Regions from separate parts of the Mus musculus genome. Here region 2 is linked to region 1. A link is a contact called in public promoter capture Hi-C data. All regions are on one chromosome and are shown on one strand. The core of a region is the stretch at or near the end of the contact, and the rest is flanking DNA. Distances in the headings are between cores, read along the strand shown. Region 1 holds the start of Lhcgr (luteinizing hormone/choriogonadotropin receptor). Region 2 holds the start of Fshr (follicle stimulating hormone receptor).

What was found. Promoter capture Hi-C pulls out the DNA fragments that hold promoters and counts their contacts.
Region 2: a promoter capture Hi-C map of trophoblast stem cells shows a contact between it and region 1, with 4 times the contacts expected there. The contact joins the promoter of Fshr here to the promoter of Lhcgr in region 1. A contact is called at or near these places in 8 of 39 promoter capture datasets (3T3-L1-derived adipocytes, cranial neural crest, embryonic stem cells and 3 more).

What each region holds. Positions count from the first base shown.
Region 1 is chr17:88,790,714-88,793,413 of GRCm38.p6, forward strand. It overlaps Lhcgr (luteinizing hormone/choriogonadotropin receptor), which reads right to left and starts at 1,301. Exons shown (of 11, transcript NM_013582.3): 1 at 1,086-1,301. The coding sequence starts at 1,258.
Region 2 is chr17:89,199,326-89,202,025 of GRCm38.p6, forward strand. Fshr (follicle stimulating hormone receptor) reads right to left here and starts at 1,350. Exons shown (of 10, transcript NM_013523.3): 1 at 1,136-1,350. The coding sequence starts at 1,287.

The sequences.
Region 1 (2,700 bases), core at 51-2,550:
CTTAACTGTTTCTCTCACCCACAGCTATTCCTAGAAGGCCATTAACTTGCCCATAGAGAACAGAACAAGTACTCAGGGAAGGTAAATTCCTCCAAGAAGCTGTCACAGATAGGCTGCTGGCCTCCCAAGGGGAAATATTACCGGATCAGATAAAACACAGGGCAGATCTCCACCAGCCTGGGGCATTTGTGGTACCTCCTACTTCCTTTGTTTTTTATTGAGATTTCAGTCATGTAACTTGCAAGTCATTGTTTCAAACGCACAATGCCATGGTTTTAGTTTTCTTATGTGAAACCATTACTTCAATCCAATTTTAGTAGAACCCATCACTCTTAACCTTACCACTATTAGCAGACACCCACTGCTGCCCACCCATCCTTATGCCCAGGCCTCATGCCCAGGGAGCTACTGACCTACCCGCCATTCATCCTTCTGGCCATCTGGCAATTTCCATAAATCAGGGTCACTCAACCTGAGGAACCCTTTTCAACATGGAAGGGCAGTTGGTACCTTAGCACAAACGGCTTTCTCCTGCCTTTATCCCACGGTTTCAGGAAGCAGTGGCCCTTCCCTGCTTGCAGATGCTTGCAGATGCTTGCAGTGCCTTTATCACGTCTGTGAGTGTGACCAGAAGCCAGATAACAGGCATTTCTTCCACTCCTTAGCTAGCCAGGCTGAGGCAAATACATCACTCACCGGGTGGCTCGAGGTTATTCCAGCTGACAAATTAGGCCCTGAGTACTTTGCTCTTAGACAGCAGAGCACAGCCCACAGCAGCCTTCAAAGACCTGGCTGGCCAAAGCGCAGAACCACTCAGTGAAGGAGGGGTACCCAATTCACCAAAGGGGCAGAGAGAAGCTTCCTCAGGTTTGGGGGCAGTTTAAAGTCACCTGCCTCAGTCTCCCCTATGGGGGAAGTGCAGGTCTGGGCTGTACTGGGATAACAAAGACAGCCTGAAGATCTGGGTCCTCGTCACTGGGAAGGAGTGAGAAGTTGACCAGGGTCCAGCCTTACGTCCTGCTTCCCAGCAATGGGGCCCAACATCGAGTAACAAAAGGCAGGGACCTGGGGCGCCCTGTACTCACAGTCGGGCGAGGCCAGCTCGAGGGCCAGGGCAGCGCAGGGCACCATCCGGCGCGCAGTCGCAGGGCTCAGGGCAGCGCGACCCTGACAACTCTGGAGAGTGCAGCTGTGACTGCTTCAGCACCAGCATTGCCAGCACCAGCAGCTGTCTCAGAGCCGGGACCCGCCGCCCCATGGCCCGCCAGCCTGAGTGTGAGCTCCGGTGGCTAGGCCAGTATGCTGGACCGCCCGGGGGGCCCGCCCGTACCCTCTGCCCGCCCCTCGGCCTGCCTTCCCACCCGCCGGCCCCCGCCCGCTCCAGCCCTCCCCTCTCACCGCCTGTCCCTGTTCTCCTTGACCTGGGACTGTGGCCAGCCACCCCATTGCTGTTTCCCTAAGACTTGCCCTCTGCTCTAAGCTTGCAAATGAACTGAGGGTTAGAATATAGAGTCATGTGTGGTAAGCGCTTAGAGTGAGGCTTTGAACTCTGCTCTGCCATGGTCCCCATGAGACTTGTCTTGGTTCTATGAGATGTCTCTGTCCATATCCACATCGGAAGAGCCAAAGTGCCAGGCCTGCTGTGTCTTAGCTCTAGGCTCTGCTCCTCCATTCTTGACAAGAAATCTCTCCATTCTCTGCTTCCTCACTGATCTCTCTGCTTCTCTTGGTTGTAACTGTTCTCCTCAGCATAGCTATTTGGGTCTGTCCTATATATCCCCACTGCACTGTGAAGCCCTTGAGGGCAAAATTCAGTTTGGACTCACTTTGTATTCTTTTTTTTTAGTTAACAAAGGCTTGCTATGTGAGTGGGTAAAATGGCCTCAACGGGTGTGCACCGTGCTTTAAGACTGTGATAGATGCCTTGCCGCACATCATGTCTGTTACACCAGACTCTTAGGGCATTTGTAGCAGGAACATAATACCCAACAAGGTATACAGTTTCTATGGTAACCCAACTTGTGGATGGAGGAGTGCTTTTTGACTCCTGTCTGTCACCCACCTGTCTCTTACTAGTGGAAAACCTCTGCTATAGGGTCTGTGATTCTAAACCCCGCAGAAAGAAAACCTGATCTTACAGCAGCCCCAGGAACAGGTCATTTCCCCTCTACGGTGTTCATTAGGCATCGTTCCTTCCAAGGATTGATTTTGGACTCTAGAAATATTAGCAATTTTCTTTTTTCTGGAAGAGGTGGATGTTGAGCCCTGTAAAGACATCTAAAGCTTTCAAGACAGAAAGCAGGGCAGAGTTCTTGTTCTGAAAGGCAGCTTCCTCAGTCACCAGCTTGCAGTCTTTTGCCCAAACCTGTAAGGTAGATGATCATTATTCTATTGCTCTTGTTTTGAAATCACCCAGCTCTGCTCACATTGTGTGGGATTTGATCTTTGCTGATTTACATTTTCATGTCTTTGTGCACACTTCCCAAAGCTTGCTTGATGCCGTCTTCCTTTTCTGGTATTCCACTGGGCAAGCTTCTGGTTGTATTTCAAGACAGACTGCTGCCCCTTCCATGGGAGCCTTCTCTAACTCAGAATAGCTTAATAGGCCCTGGTTCTAAAGCTTGTAGCTTAAAAAGCACTGAAGGACGTGATTTTGCTTTCCCCTTTCAGTTAACCTTAGTACTGAGTGGCTCGTCACGG
Region 2 (2,700 bases), core at 100-2,599, 410 kb after region 1:
GTAGGCTTGAAGCACTCGGGTGCAGATAACTTGCGGGAGTTCAGGGTGCGTTGGCTTCCTTGTGTTTGGAGTAACCTCATCCACCAGACTGGACTTGTGCACAGCACATTCTCCCGCATAGTCTGGAAGTGCAGTCTCATCTGGGCAGTGGAGCCAAAATAATGAGCTGTGCGATGTTTTCCCTTCTGCGCAACTGCCTCTGCACAGTCCCTGTTGACTTGAGAGGTCAACGGAGCATGCTACGTTCCACACATTCTCCTAAAGAGACAATCTAAGATTCACAGTCGTAGCTCGGAGTGAAAGCCCGAGGTTGTTTATCCTCTGAGTCATACTTGCACTTCTCAGGGAAGTGCTACCTGAACAATCAAAGAGCCAGGGTGGCAGAAGAGAACTTGCGGGGAGGGCAGGCCTCTGTATCATATGCACTGGATCTCTTTTACCGCACTGTGAGAGTTTGGAAACGTCTTTACTGTGTGGCCACTAGATTCGAAATTGCAAAGGGAAGAGATAAGTCCATCCCAGCTCTTGCCCAATTCTAGGAGAATGCATACTTCCTGTTTAAATAGTTGATCAAAATCTAAAGTTGGCATCACTTTCCCGGCTGTGTTCTTTCCCCCTCTTGGTCATTCTTCCTCAATCACACTCTCTCCGCTCTCCGCAGGCTCCCTTTCCCCAGTTAAGGAGAACCTCAGAACTCAGAACTATCTGCTGCGATTTGCCACGCCTCAGGTGCTCTCCCTGAGATCCTGTGTGTATAGAGGGCCTCAGCCAGCTCCTCCTGCTTCTAAGTGTAGGTCTCCTAAGTTTTCTACTTCGCTTTCCCTTTTATTTTTCCAGCTTCTCTATGGAGTGCGGACCCCTAGAGTAAATGTGTCCTCCAAACTACCCCCTCCCCTTTTCCCTGGGATTCAAGTTTCCACTATGGCCTTCCCTGACAAACGCCAATATAAACTCTCACCAACTCTCCCTGGAAAGCCACAGGACAGAAGTGTCTGTCTGGGGGAGTGTACTCTATTGTAGCCTTTGGTTAGGACAGAAATATTTCAGTCCAGCAGATATCAGTCTATTAGGAAAATAATAATAGTACTCAATGCTCAAATGGGAGCCACAAAGCTGTCCCCGCGACGATACTCACAGTTCAATGGCGTTCCGGGGGAGGTCGGGCGGAATCTCGGTCACCTTGCTATCTTGGCAGAGGAAGACCCTGTTAGAGCAATGACACAGCCAGTGATGACATCCAGATCCCGAGCCCAAGAATGCCAGCAAGGAGACCAGGAGCAAGGCCATGCTTATTTATCCATCCACCTGCTTTCTGCCTGCTCCAGCAGCGAAAACCTCCACGGATTCCCCAGGCTCCTCCACACACTGTCCGGATAAGAGAGATCTGCTTGGAGGACAGCAAAGTCACGTGACCCACTAAAGGATGCTTTTTTTTTTTTCTTTTGTCGCTTCCAGGCAAGTAAAATTAATATGTGTCCGTAGTAACTATATGTATTAATACATGATTGAAATGTGATTAATATTTGTCAATAAGCACCTGTCTTATCCTTCAAGACCTATATTTTCTATTCCTTGACCCCAAAATGACAACAAGTAGAAACTTGGTGCATATTTAGAGATATCAGTCTAATGGACTGATATCAGCAGATTCACATTATTTTACTGCATGGAGGTCCCTACTGGTCACTACTCTCTTCTCAGTGATATCAGGGTTCGTCCCTTTCCCGGCAAGTACATCCATATGACACATCTCTAATGTACTACTGACATGAAGGGGACAAAATTTACCTTTAGTATTTTGCATTGCTGTTTTCCTGTGACCTATCTGTTATAAACCATAGATCTGGGCTATAGTTAGCCTGTGATTAACAACATAAGCAAGTGTTAGCACTAAGCCGCTGTAGGTGGGTGATAGGGTTCTCTGTGGAGACAATTCACTTCTGAGACCTCAGGCATGGGCTGTTTCTGGTCACAGCGTTCACCAGTCATGCGTAGTCTTTCTGGCATCTCTTGTTTTTCCTTTGCTAACTCTAAGAACTGTCCTTTCTTCCTAATTCAAGAGTTGGCACGAATAAATGTATCACATCTATACTTTTAATTTTAGAGATTTCCTGTGAGTGACACCCTAGGTATTTGCAACAGTGGCATTTTTAAGCTTAGTAATAAAGGGTTTGAGGAATATTTAACAAAAGTGAAGGGATGATCTTCTTTCCACCCAGAGTCTATGAACACTAAAAACGTACACCTCTCTAAGATCATGTCTAGTACTTACTACCTGCTAAGATTACCTTCAGTACCATCTTTGCACACAGCAAACATCATCTCCTGAAAATGGTTACACACTGTGGGTTAAATGGTGGCCTGCATCAGTCCCAGGGCTCTGACCACTCGGGGGCAGGCTGCAGGAGCTTTCCCTAAACCACCGCCAGCATGAGAAGCCATAGGACCCTGCTCCAAGGGTAGGGCAGTGCAGACTGAGGTCCCTGGCAACTTCCAGAGCCAGCTCGGCGGTGGGCCTGCAGGGATGCTGGGACTGTCTGGTTCTCAGACTCTGGGGCACCCCAGATGTTGTTGGGAGTCCACAGGCTGGATCTAGCCCACGGAGGAGGGGGAAAAGAGAGGAGTGCTCTGGCTGGGTCCTGTGGGAAAAAGAGTCCTTGGCTTGTTCAGTGGGTGGCTTGTCTTAGTAGAGGCCATGGC